2 separate regions of the Anas platyrhynchos genome follow, and region 2 is linked to region 1. The links are chromatin contacts, called in public Hi-C maps. All regions are on one chromosome and are shown on one strand. Each heading gives the region's core, a stretch centred on a gene start, on an enhancer-like site or on the middle of the called end of the contact. The rest is flanking DNA. Distances are from core to core; before and after follow the strand shown. Region 1 overlaps CHST9 (carbohydrate sulfotransferase 9). Region 2 overlaps LOC113842858 (a long non-coding RNA gene).

Region 1 (7,177 bases), core at 1,473-3,972:
CTATGTCTTGTATATGCAAATGCCAGGGCAAAGAGGCTCAGAAAGTGAGGTGTCTTTCTATTTCTTATGTTCTGTCCACCATCTTGTTGGTTTTTTTTTTTTTTTTGATTTTTTTTTAATGGTTTGGGGTATTTATTCTGTTTTTGCAAATTTAATTATGCTTTTGGGCTTAGTTATATAAGGAAGAAGAAGAGAAAACTGGGTCACCATGAGTCTGTTTATCATACAAATACTAAATTTTTGGAAGAGGGAAATGGGCAGAAAGGATTGGCAGATTTGGACCTGGAGTCATGTCCTGCATTTCCCATCCAGGTATTTGGGGTTGTCGGTGCTTTTCTATGCTGTATGACTCAGCAAGGCCCATGGCCATAGGGGTCCATGATGGTATTTGCAAAAGGAACTGGATCATCTATGGTAGGGCTCCTGATATGCAGGTGAAATCACTTAGCACAAGCCTAAATCTGCCATTCTTTCAGGCAAGAAGCAAAACGTGTTTTGTTGAAACGGTACTGTCATATTACCTTTCCCAGATAAACCCATACGGGTTATTGTTCCAGACATCAAAATCAATTAATTACATTTTTAGTCTCCAAAAGCTGAGAAGGTGCATACATTTGGTGGACAAATACACTCATTTGACTTCTCCCAGAAGTGTTGCGAACCCAGCTAGAATCTAGGCAAGTTTGAAAACTGGTCTTTAAGGCCATCCTCATATTTTTGTAATCCATGTGCATTCATGGAGTCTACCTCTTAAGATGGAGATATTTTTCTGCTAATGCAATTTACTTTTTAACAATAGTTCAAGGAGTTTTGGTTGTGGTGTAATAAGAATATTTTACTGGAAAATTTTGCATTAAAGGTCAAGTGCTAGATAGAGTCATTCTGAAAGAAACTGAGACCATTTGCATTAGCATCAAGACAGTTTTTTACAGTAGCTTCTATGATCTTTGCACCATTTTTTAGGACAATTACTTGGAAAAGGCATTCAGTCCTGATATTAAGACATCAAATTTCTGATACTATTTCTACTCATGGCCCCAAAGTTATGGCTCAAGAAATGATGTGCTCAGACTAGCATCAGAGAACGTTGGTTAGAGTCTTGGTCCCGTGCCACAAGGAGGCCCATGACTCTTTTGTGATTGCTGCTCTATTAATAGAGTTCAGGAGGACACAGGCTGACCTGATGGTGGGAATGGGCAGACCTATGGGCCCACACATCTCTTCATATGGTCTTGGCAATTCAAACAGTCGTGCTTACCTGAACAGTCCCTCGGCCACAAAAGGCTCCACATTTGACTAGATCAAAACCCTTACTGGGAGGCTCTAGGCAGGTCATACAGACTCTCGTGTCTCAGTTGTGGTTTGTCAAGGATGGGTGCCACCCTGTGTCCTGCATCTTTTCCCTTAGACAAAACCAAGACACCATTCAAACCAGGGCTGGATTTGACCCCATCAACATTCACTTATAAACTCAGTTACAAAATTGCTGAGACCATCTGATTTTTTGTTTTGTTTTGTGTTTTTTTTTCTTTTTTTGGGGGGGGGCGGGGGGGGGGATGATTTAATATTTCCATTTCTTCTCACTAGAAGGAAGGAAAATTTTCTGTTGGTTTATTGTAATAGCTGTAATCCAGGCTTATAAAATACTGATCTCTGCCTCTAATGGCTAAAACGCACAATAGTTTATACATGTACTGTAAGGTAACAAAGCTGAATATTTTTGTTAAAAACATGGCTCTGGAATATCAGATCTTGCAATGGATACCCCCTTGTTGATGTGTTGCCCCTGGTATCACATTGGAGGAGGACCATCCTAAAACTCTTAACATTTGATGAATAATTTTTTTTATCAGACTAATAAGAATGACAGAATTTTCCCCCCTCATCAAATTGACCTCTTTCTACATTCTACTGCATCTAAATATAACTCCTCTTGCTTTTCTGAGTTAAATTATGCACAATTACAGCAAAACACTGTTCAGAGTTTTGTCATGCATAGTAATTTCGTGATTAGTACCTAAGATGCCTTCACACTTGGGTGTTTACAAGTTGATTAAATACTTTGGTTACCTACTTGGGTAGCAGTTTTTATAAACTTACAGCATTTTGGGGGGAGAGGGGTTCATGTTTCTTTCTAATAATCTCACGGTGCTGTAGGAAAGGTAAGAACATTGGAACCTTGACTGCAATGATGAACCAGGGAACCAATGCAACCAGCAGCTTTTCTTCTCAGCTTTGAATATCTGATGCAGCATATCCCCCCTTGGTACCTGAAGTTCTGTGCTCTGCAGTGGCTGGACTATAGCTGTGTTGGGCAATTCTGCTGCTCAGAGGTATCTATACCTTCTATGTATATGGAAGGTATAGGATTGAAAAGGAAGAGTGATACAACAAAGAGGAAGCATCAGTGCTCGTTTATCTCCTGTTGCTGTGGGAGCTCTGGGGATGCCACAGCTCTTCTTTTGTACCACAGCATGGGAAGGTCTGTGCTGGCAGGTAGGAGAGTTTAAAAGACCAGTGTGCTGGCACTTATGAAATGTACTGCTTTATGAAAGTGCCATTGCTCTTAACTACAAAATCCAGAAGTGAAAGCCTGTTTTTAAAACTCCATCTTTTGCTTTCCTTAGCAATGGCTACAATTCAGGCTTGAGAACTGCTTAGTCCTCCTGCCACTGGTCCCAGCAGTTCCACGTGTTTGCTTTCTTAGGAAATTAGTGTCTCTCCTTCCCATGGAAATATGTAGCCATCACTGTTTAAAAAGGGAAAATACGTAAGAAATACGTTTTTTGTTTTGTTTGTTTGTTTGTTTGTTTGTTTTTGGGGGGAAGGGGGAGGAGTGGTGTGTAAATTGGGCTGATCTCAGCCTGTACGTGTGTGTATGTGTGCTTCCATTTTCTTTTCAAAAACAAATAGCCTTTAAAGACTCAGGTTTTTTAAATTTCTCTTTCTTTCCGTAGAACAAATGTCCTTTCCACTGCCTATGCAGGGCAGCATCAATATTCTGTACGTTATTTCGTTTATGGATAGTTTACTATTGCAGAGGGAAGTTCTCAAAGTGTTACTACTCCCCTTGCTGGTGTATGATAGTAATGGCACTTCAATATTTGGCTTTCCAGCGGTAAACTGCTTGCTAGTTGAATAGATGAGGATGATTTTATGGAGATATAGAACAACATTTAAGAATAAAAGTTTGTCTCTTTTCTTATACCATGTGACTAATAAGTGAATAGAATGAATTTCACTTGTTTTTGGTTTTATGCACTCATGGACCTCAGGCATGTGTAAACTTGTCAGCATATTTTTCTTGTAGCTGAAACTATTTAAACAATGGCATGATAACTATTTTAGCTGGTTTGTTTTGCAGAACAATTTGTTCCTCTGAATGAAAAATTGAAAAGGTCTGTAGAAGTCTTGGTAAATATTTACTGATATTGCTGTGTTAAGGGATAATAATAGTAATTAGTTTTCCAATACTTTAAAAGGTTTGTTTTTATTTATTTATTTTAACATAGTACCAGTTTTTTCCTGGCCCCATCTGACTGATGTGGATTAACTATTACCATGACCCCACTTTAAGGTAAACTCAATTTTATGACATGCAAATAGAAATGTCTATATGGTTGTTTTGCCTCACTATGCAAACCATGAAAATAATAGTTTACAGAGGAGAGGTGGTATAAAAGTTAGACTAGGTTTTTAGGGAAATGGATTTCATCAGGAACTTATTTATTTATTCATTTGAAATAACTTGCATAAAGGTAACAGAAACAGAGCAGCACTATGTTTCAGAAATTCATCTGCTACAGCCCAGAATAATGTTCTAGTCTTGGATCTGGTATTGTGCTGGAATAACTTGCATGTGATTTTATATAAGCAGGATGTAATTTGGTTGCTTGTTTGTCCGACAATAAAAGGCCATATGGGGTCAGACAGAAAATCTGCTGAGTAGAGTTATCTGGTCTCCAGCAGCTATTCAAAAGCAGGTTGCAAGGGAAGAATGGGGGGAAAACAAAACAAAACAAAACAAAAACAACAACAACAAAACACACAAGGGCTTGTGGTCTTTTCCCCCATTTCTCTCCCACTTTCACTTATATAATACTGTAAGGCGATTTCAAAATTAATTAAAAAAAAAATTATCCTTGTTCTTTGGAGGGCAAAAATGAGGAGCCCCTAAAGCAGGGCTATAGGAAAGGTGTGGATGGCTGTGCATGTAACGCACACATTATCTAGACAGCCGTATACCCCATACAGTGAATTGGCCCCTATACCATAGAACTTGGTCTTGCAGGGTGCCCATGTGTTTCCAAGGGGATCTTGTTTGTATTGGTTTGATTATTTCATTTCAAGGGGTGGATGTGTATCGGGAGTAAAGCCCCAGTGAGTCACTGAAACAAACCAAGAACAGGGAAATGCATTTTGTCCATGCTCATTTCTGCAAATAAAATCAATTCAAATGAAAATTGGAGTAACAGGGGACCTAGGTCAGGGACCTGTAATGACACTCTGACTTGTGAACACAGAGCCTGAGATGTAAGATCTGAATCTCAGCCCTTTCGTTTACGATATAATGATATAATCGATTTCCTTCAGGGTGCTTTGTCACCTTCAACGTGGACTGTCCAAAGGCTGAGAGGTGTTCTAGCCACATAATGACTGTGGAGGTGCCTGGCAGGGAGCTTTAGTGGGTCGGAACAGATGAAGGTTTTTCAGATAACTTGCATTTGCCCAGTGTGAATGGGGCGGGGGGGTGTCCGTCACCCCTTCCTTCCACCCCAGCTGTCTGCACTGTAGAGTGCACTGCTCTTGCTATGCTTCTTGCTTCAAGCAGTGGATTTCCCTCTGAGGACCATGCTGAAGCCCATTAGAGGGAGAATCTGTTCTTTATGCCAGTTTAACAGCAGGAAGTACATTTTCAAGGCATACGGTTAAAATACAAGTTGAGACATTTTTATTGTTTTTTTTTTCCTTTTCTTTTGTTTTTCCTTCTGTATGGCATACTGGAAAAAATATTTAGGATATCTGTGTCTGCAAATATTTCTGTTTGAATGGGCAATGTTGCCTCTTCTTTTAAAAAAGAATAACAAAAAAATAAACTTTTTTTTTTAATTAAACCCCCCAAGGCTAAATATGTGTAGTTGAAGGCACTATGGGATTGTAATCCAGAAACACAGAACTAATTTTCTTGTTTTACTTTTAAATTAGTTTTTTTTCTGTTAACTAAAATTGAAATGTTTCAATTATGAATAATGCCAGGAAGAACTAGCACACTTGAGTGGGTTTAATGAATTGCGTGTGTTCTTGCTGCTTTGTGAGCGTGTGCATGGCAGTGGAGTTTCTGAGACCTGTCACTTAATATATACTGAAAAGCATGTTTTATTTATGATGTATTAATTTTAACTATCCCAGCTTTTTTGTTTTATGAGCAGGGTTTCTGTAGAGACCTAAGATCATTTTAATATGTTCAGAAGAAATTTCCACAGCTGCTGAATTGGAGAGCTTTATGTCTCATGAAAGTGTAAGAGTAGCATGTTTCTTGTCTGCTTTTATTAGCTTTAAGAAGGCACTGGATTTTTCTGGCATGATTGAAAAAATACTAAAGAGTGTTTTATTCCTTTCTCTGAATAGGCAGCTAGTCTGCATTTATAGTCCATGGTATTATATGTCTACACTATCCATATTAGCCAGTGTCAAATATGAACAAATAACAATGTAAGCACCCTGAGAATAAAAGAAATAAAACTTGAGAATAGGTACTAACGATAAAAACATTCCCTTTTTTTGATGGAAATGTAAAAGGTTAAATTGTAATTTGGATCATCTTAGAACTGGTTTCTGTTGTTTTTAAGTAATCAAAATTTCCTCAGGAGTTTTGAACTTGCTTCAGTACATTTTTATGTTGTCTGCATTTGAACAATCTCTCTTTTGCCATGTCTTTTTTGCTTTATGAGCTGTTCTTTATATTCTGTTAAAAATGCTTACTAAAAGGCTGTATTTTAAGACTGCAATTTAATGTTCCAGAAGAAAAGAGGAGTATTTTTTAACTAAAACCCCAATATTACAGTAACTTGTGAGCACACAGGAGAACTGCTTTTGTAGCTAACATCATTGATTATGAATGCAAAGACAGTGAGTGCAGCAAACCAAATTAATGTGGTAAGGTTATTACTTCATTAGAAAAAAAAACATAAAAATGTATTTCATGCTCATTAAGTGTGAAGGGGGAAAAAAACTGCTTTCACAGAAGTTACATCCTCTTAAAAATTAAAAAATAAAAAAGCATACCAGAAAACAGTATTACGTAAAGTAGTTGTTGGTGATCTGTTCAAAAATTGCCCAGAGCTGTTTTACAAAGTGAAGTGTAATTGTTGCTGTGAGATTCTCCACATAAATAAATACAAATAAAAATAAAAAGCCACCAAAGGCTACATTTGATAAAACGTGAGAATTCCTATTTACAAAACAGCAATGAATAGTTTTGAAGCGGCATCTCCAGATCTGGTCACCTGTGCATATGGAGTGTGCATGCTGTGTGTATGTGTGTGTGCACCCAGTTTTAATTCTGTATTAAGAACAGTTTGTGAACCTTCAGCTTTCACCTTAATGAGTAACAGTACAAAATAAAGCCAATGGTGTGCACACCTTTCAGACATCTTTGCTCCACATGTGAGTGGCTGTTACAGGGAAACTTTCCCTGAGGGGTCTGTCAAGGGACCAGATAATATCCTTATCAATGATGTAGACAATGGGATTGAGCGCACCCTTAGCAAGTTTGCAGATGACACCAAGCTGAGTGGTGCAGTTGATGCAACAAAAGGAAGGATGCCATCCAAAGGGACCTGGACAAGCTTGAGAAGTGGGCCCATGTGAACCACATGAGGTTCAACAAATCCAAGTGCAATGTGTGAAACCTGTGTTGGGGCAATCTCATGCGTGAGCACAGACTGAGAAAAGAACTCATTGAGAGCAGCCCTGCAGAAAAGGACTTGGGGGTTCTGGTGGATGGAAAGCTTGACATGAGCCAGCAGTATGTGCTTGCAGCCCAGAAGGCCAACTGTATCCTGGGCTGCATCAACAGACGGGTGGCCAGCAGGGTGAGGGAGGTGATTGTTCCCCTTAACTCTTCCCATGAGAGGCCCCACCTGGAGTGATGCATCCAGGTCTGGGGCCCCCAGCA
Region 2 (7,177 bases), core at 2,465-4,964, 180 kb before region 1:
TTACCTAAATGAAAAAAGAAAAGAAAAAAAAAAAGTGTTCTATTGTTACTAACTTTCTCTGCATTCATTTCCTATGGATTTAATATACTTGTGTGTGATTTCCAATTAAATAAAATAGTCCATCTACAGATCTCTTCTCGTCAACAACTGAACATCCACAGTTGCTTCTTGTAATTTACTGTGATTTTTTTAGACCATCACAACACCATGCCTCAGATAGCCCGAATCATACACACTAACACTAAGCCTGTACATACATTCCCTGTACCTTTATTCTCTCCTGCTAGACCCTGTAAGCACCTTTCCCAAAGCTGGTAGTATTGCATGCAAAGTCCAGAGCTGCTTCTCGATAAATCCAGGTCAATGCTGGTATAGTAACACCGGGTGGCAGCAGTGGGTTTTCAGCCAGCAAGTTGAGCTGTAGTGATCCTGTTGTCTGAAGTAATGAAGACATAGAAATTAATTTTGTTTTGATTTCCAAGTAGAGTGCTTGACATGTTATCCAAACCCAAATTTCTTCAGTTTGTCATCTGTTCATGCCTCACAGTCCTGGATTCCTTCTTTTAACTTGACCTAATATTGTAATTGCTGTAAGAATGACAGACTCATCAGGGTTTAGGATACGGAAGGATGCATGGCCTATGTATCATCTGCTGAGAATTTGGGATTGTTGCCAATGCTTTGTAGCTGGAGGAGAATTGGACAGTGATTTGTCTTTAGGGCACATGTCATGTTTGTCCTGATCTTTGCCCCTACTTAACATGTCAGAGTTGTGACAAGCATAACAGAAGAAACCCTCTCAGAAATATATTTTGCAATTACTGCAAACTTTGCTGGGCAGATGACAGACCTGGGGAACAAGCTGCCTACTAATGTTTTCTTCTGGCAGGAGGTTTTCTTCTCTTGACAGGTCCCATCTGAGTGGGCATCACCTGGTTCTTGGGAGCAGAGCCCAGGGCAAAGACAATTTGTTGAGCTGTTTTCTTCCTTCTGGGGGAGATTAGGGTGAGGTCAAGCTCCAAAACCAACATCTTCTTACTTTATCTGACATATGTGTTGCCTGTTGCTCTGGTTATTCCCAGATGCAGTTGTTTTTTTAACATTGTAGAGACTGAACTATACTTTTTTGCAGGAAGACAAGTGAGTGATGTAGAGTTCTGAGAATGACCATCATTGGTCTTAGCTGTCAGAGTTAGTGAGATGCCCTCACAAAGAAAGACTAACTGTGCTTCCTATAATTAGCAGTGCAGCAGCATGATTTCATATACTATTTTCATTTTTCTTCTTCGTGGGAATACACAATGGTTTTCCAAATGTCTTACGCTTCTTTAGTCATTCATACTTCCATCTTTCAATGACTTAAATAAGCTGGCTCAGTGGAGTACCATGTAACCTTTCACTTGCTTTCATTGCTGATTAAAACCTAAACCCACCAGCACCAGATGAAATCACTTATGACTAGGACCTCTGAAAAAGAATATAAATAGTTTTCATTGTAGCAGACTCCTGTTCATGCTGCAAACTCCTCTTTCAAATTCAGGGTTTTTCATGTAGCCAAACTATAACTCAAAACCCAATTAAGACTTGTTTACAAAGGCTGGTAATATGTCCATTTGCAGTGGAAACCTGTTTGTTAAACAGTTGACGTCCTGAAAATCTTCCATTGCCTTCCAAAAATTCTTCCAATCTTTCACTGTTTCCACAAAAGTCATTGGAGCAGAATCAATGTGGTTCAGCTCATGGCAGTGCCAGTAATCCTAAATCCTAAATGCCTTGAAATTACACATTTACACAATTAGGTGCAATATGCATAAGGATACCACTGGTAAGCATTGTGATTTGGCTACTTATACTAGATCAGAGCTCAGAAGTGCAACCACCTAATTTCCTCCAGCAGCTGTTGGGTCATAATGAATAAAAATGGAGATGAAGTCAGTTTATTTTGTCAAGTATTGAGGCATAAGTAAGATTAGAAGATGAAACTGGAAATGAATAAATCAAATTTATTTGTGTTTTACCATTTACCACAAGTATCATGAGAATTGGAGGCAGCCCCACATAGGGAAACCACTCCTGCATATCAGGCCAAAACAAGGCCTGAAGATGGGTTTTCATTCCTAAAAGAATATGTATATATTATACAGTACAAATATATATGTAATATATAACATGTATATAATATATATGTAGTCAGCTATATAGCTGAGAAAATGGAAGACAATGCTTCTCCCTAGAAGCAACTGCAAACCTTAAAGAATATGTTGGACTATGGGGCAGAAAGGGCTCAAAAGTGTGCTGTCTTTTCCATGGTGCTTTCTGATCACTGTTTTCCACCCTTTGTAGCATGTGCACTCTGCTCCTCTATGCTGCCTCCATCCCACCACCATGCCACCTACTTCAGCTCAAGCCCTCCCATTCCATTCCCCAGGAGGTATCCAGAAGCATCTTCCCATGCTTCAGCCCAGTAACTAACCCATTTTGCTGGAGGTACCATCAGCCCCAGCCATCTCTCCCACAATCCTCTTTCTTCTTAATATTTCTCTGGGTTTGCCTATTTGGGTTTTGCCCTACTCTGACTTGCCCCTACCATGCTTCTCCACTGTCCGTAGAGATGGTGCTGTCATTTCTGTGGTGCAAGTTATTCTGTGGTTCATGCAGCACTGGCACTGGGGTCAGCACTGCCTTGTGAGGTAGGAGATGGGGCAGAGCCTCACTGGCAGTGGAAGGGGAAGGATAGCCGGAGGGAGGGGGAGAGTTGGGTCTTTTGCAGGCTGGGATTAGATCAGAATAAACTGCTGCAGAATCAGCTCTAAATCTCTTCTCACTACACCCTCAAGTAGCTCAGACAGTCAAAACTGCTGACTGTTTTTAGCACTGAGGAAGCCACATTGATCATCTGTAATGCACGTTTACATGAAAGATATTTACACAGATGCAAAATGCAGTAGCTCATTAAATAATTTTTCATCACATGTCACTTATGGAGCAGAAGAAAATTTGGCTGCTGCACAGCAGTTTCTACTGAAGTGGCTAGGACATAATACATTGACATTCAGCTGAAGCAATCAGCTTGAGAAATTTTGTATTGAATGTATTCTGAAGAGTAATTAAGCTTCCTACAGTAAGCAATGCTTGTTAAATTGGGTGTTACTACTTGTTACTTAAAGCAGATAAGGCTACATTGTTTTAAACAGCCTGTCTTATCTTCCCTAAAGAATGAGATTATCTTCTCCGTCTTGTTCTTCCCAGTCTCTCATGAAATACACTTGAGTGCCTGTCCTTCAATCTGTTTTTCATGTGGCCTTCCATAGTAATGCTCAGTAGTCTGTAGCTGTCAGAGTAGCAGTGAGCCCATAAGCAGTGATGATATTTTTCCATTATTCAGGGCCCATTCTGCCACTCTTGCTCACACAGTGTAGTATCTCTTGTTACTGGAAATTATGGGACTGCCTATTTGCCAGGCACTATACAGAGGAGTAAGAGCAGCAGAGGCACTGAGACAGGGGTAAGATATAGGCACTGTTATAAAAGCAAGAGGACACGGTTCTGCATTATTTATGTCTCATTTGGTTATTCAGTGCAAGGAGAATAAAAACTTGATGAAAAAGGGTTTGCTGTAACCTCCAAATATCATTTTGTTTGTATAACTGCAATGCCCAGGACTCACTGTTATGGTCCAGGCCCAGAGTGTGTATAAATACCAAACAAGATTAAGTTCACTGCTTCTCCTGTAAAACAGTTGCTGCTTTCGTATAATGCTACGTTAATGTGACTAGAATTTTCTCCATAATTTGAGTTTACATTATGAAACACCTCAAAGCATAAATGACACTGTTCTTGATACCATGCAAATACGTATCACTTTAATGTGCATTATTTGCAAGTCCCAAAGGAGCAATTGAGTCAAATAAACTAATTCTTCTGAGCGGGATTAGTGTATCCCATGAGAAGCCATGTCGCATTACAACTGATCTCCTCTGTTTTTTTGTTTTTTTTTTTTTTTTCCTAAAAAATCAGTCACTGTGGTTTCTAGGTACTGTGTGCAATCCATTTTCTTACATTTCAGCACTGGGATGACAGTCACTAGGGAGGGTTTTTAATCCCATGACTTTTATTAAAACACAAGAGAAGAAGCATAAACCGCATTATTGCTGAAGGAAGTTGGTCTGCGAAGCTGAATTCCCACATGCACGAATAAGTGAATTACAAGTTAATCTATGTGCAAAAGAGTTTTAGTGATCTCTGTCTGCCTTCTGTGATTTCAGGTCTCCCTGGAAAAATGAACCAAACAACCCTACAAACACATATTTTTCCACTGTCAAATATTTCTCATTTCTAGACAGAGTCCCTTGGCACATCAGTAACTTCTTTTTCATTCTTCAAGTGGATTACCGGTCACTTAGGCAACAGGCAAAATTTCCGATGAGTGAGCAGACTTGCCATGAAAACCCGCCAGCTAGTCAGTGAACAAGTGACATCTCCATGACTAGTAGAAGAAATCTCCATATGATCTCCTTTACACACAGCTTGACAGAAGCTGCTAAACCAGGGAAGATCTGAAAAGTAATCCAAGATAATCAGCAGATTAAGACAGACACTCTGTGCAGCAATTCTCAGTTTGAGTGTTTGTCATCATGCTAAGCTTTTCCAAAGTGTAAAAGTGACTGGAGGTCAAACTGACATCCTCTTTTGGAAGTTTGCATGCTTGCCCCACAAATTATGCATAATGCCTGGCTGTTCTAGAAATTTCTTGAACAAATAATGCAAGCAAATTTCATCCTTCTGTACTCTTATGCAATCTCTGATGTGGTCACAACAACACATTTGCATATGACATAGGTTTTCTCTCCTTTTATTGTAAACAAAAGCTAAATTATTCAATATGCTGTGAGTGCAAGCTCCTTGAGGGAGAAAGATGCTTAATTTTTTTTCTATTTTGAATTTTCAGTAGGATTTCCTATTTTGGTGGTATAACCTGTCCCCTATTTTTTTCCCCAATAGGCTGAAAATTTAGATACTAAAGTCATGGATATCACAGAAGAAGATGAAAAAGTGCTGTAGTGAGCCCTGTCAAATACTGACCTATATGGCATGTTTTGGACAATGTCACCTTGTTGCTCTGTTTCCTCCCTGTCAGTTGAGCACTGGAAGAGAAATATTCCTGTTTTGTCCTTGTTATTGCTCCAGTCAGAAATATTTTGCAGGACAAATTAATGCTCACTAAATTAATACTGATAATGGCTGGAAGCTGGACTCTCTGTTCTGGACTCTCTTGAAACAATGTTAGTGAACCTGTTGGATGTGCTGCTTCAGTGCACTCTTACATCTCCAATGTGCTTACTTGCAAATATTATTTTAACAAAATTTAAATTATAACTCTAACAGTCATGGCCAAAATGATTCAGTAAAATGTATGTTTCCAGAAGTCTAAAATTCAGCTGTGGCTTATGCAAAACTCAGTTTTGTAAACTTTTGTACAGTTGCTTTCTCCACCTGTTGCTGCTGCTTTTAGGAGAAAACATTTGATATCAAGGTGGAACTGGGTTAGTAAGGATCACAATACTGCTTGCATTTGTCTTTCTTTCTGTCAACAAATAAGGTTAATATTATGAATGACTATTCAGGATTATCTATGTCCTTTTTCTATTACCTTCAGAGGTTCTTTGAACAGGGTGTCATCACTGACTGCAAATGTCCCCAACCTGAAAACTTAGAAGTGTTCACAAACAATGTATAACCATTGTGTAAATTTGGTCAAATATTTACATGGATTTTTCGTTTGTTTGTTTTTCTTCCTGTCCTTTACTGTTAAGGCAATGAAGGAGATTTTCATTTCCTTTTAGAGGCAGCATGATTTGCAGACTTTCTTTCTTTTTTTTTTTTTTCCTAGCCCTTGTAAGGCTCATGCTTATGTTAATTGTATAGATTTGAGTCAACTGTTCAGAGGGAAAAGGATGGTCTCTAGCCAGCTGCACAGAAGAACCTGAGACCCTGGACAAAATCTAATGCAAGGGCTATAATGTAGATTGGCAATGATGCTCATTGGCAAATTGCTTTTCTCTAAACTAACATCACTGACTTCATTTAGGTGAATATGTGGACTTGTGCAACCAAGTTGGAGTTCTACATTCAGAGATTGCATTAATTCATTAATTAATGCAATTCAGGTTGCATTAAATGAGATATGATCAAGAAATATCAAAAAGCCAGACAGGTGCTGAAGCTCAAGGCCATCTCAATTCATGAGGTTCTGAAACTTTGAATGTGGAGAGGTATAGACAAAGCAAAAAAAAATCCCTCCAGAAATTCCCATAGTCTACAGCCTCTTAGCAATTTTCTCAGTTGTGTTTTTTCATTGAAAGTTGGCCCTCAGACTGAAATTTGTTTCTGCTTAGCTTTCACTGGAACGCGGCATGTAGCAGCTACCTCTGAAAGGATCCTTTTTTGGGACAAAATCCTCAAAATAGTTAAACGCTTACCTTGCCCTTATTTCTTTGGGAGATAGCTTCCTAAATACCTTTAAAAAACTAGTTCTTATACACTCATGTTTTTGAAAAGGCTAGAGAAGTCCTGTACAGGACTGCTCCATGCATATGAAAACTTTTTGCACTTTTGTTAGAGTCAGAATAAAAAAATATAGGCAATCCTCAAGACATATAGGGCAACACTTCATAAAATGTGAAACACATTGAGAAAATTCCCCAAAATATTATAATACAAGTTAGCACCAGTAATGTCTGTGCCAGACAAAACAAAGAAACAACAACAACAAAACAACAACAACAACAAAAAAGACCAAAATAAAAATCTATTTAATGCTTTCCATCCATCTTAAGTATATATTCCTGTGGTTCTGCAGTAAGCCCTCCCCAAATGTTTAACAACATGAGCCTCAGAATTGCTCTTATGCTCCCTTCCAGCCCTCTGGGCCTGACAGAAATGTTTCAAAAAATGCAATTTTGTAAGAAACAAACAAGCAAACAAATGTGATGTGAAAGTTTTACATGAAGAGGGTAATAATTATGTTGAGTAATACCCACTGTGCTAGACTCTTCACTAGACACTTCATAAGAGGAAAGCCTTTGCTCCAAGGAGCTCACAATCTCATAATTGCATATTCAACCTTAATGTTTTATTTATTGTCTTTGTTTTGAGTCATACTGTGACTTTAAACATT

The links. Hi-C and Micro-C count contacts between places; a contact is called where the count stands out from the background.
Region 2: a contact with region 1 is called in a Hi-C map of F1 follicle, with 5 times the contacts expected there. The contact joins two enhancer-like sites. A contact is called at or near these places in 2 of 8 Hi-C or Micro-C datasets (F1 follicle and F5 follicle).

Annotation. Positions count from the first base shown.
Region 1 is chr2:42,641,111-42,648,287 of IASCAAS_PekinDuck_T2T, reverse strand. The region is part of intron 2 of CHST9 (carbohydrate sulfotransferase 9); the gene reads left to right. Among named protein-coding and RNA genes, the nearest start is that of AQP4, 56 kb to the right of the region's middle. Within about 2 kb of position 2,722, at least 1 of the 8 cell types and tissues checked has an H3K27ac peak or open chromatin away from gene starts, as enhancers often do. A contact at or near this core is called in F1 follicle, where this site is marked.
Region 2 is chr2:42,819,923-42,827,099 of IASCAAS_PekinDuck_T2T, reverse strand. All of the region lies in intron 1 of LOC113842858 (a long non-coding RNA gene), which reads left to right. Among named protein-coding and RNA genes, the nearest start is that of CHST9, 120 kb to the right of the region's middle. Within about 2 kb of position 3,714, at least 1 of the 8 cell types and tissues checked has an H3K27ac peak or open chromatin away from gene starts, as enhancers often do. A contact at or near this core is called in F1 follicle, where this site is marked.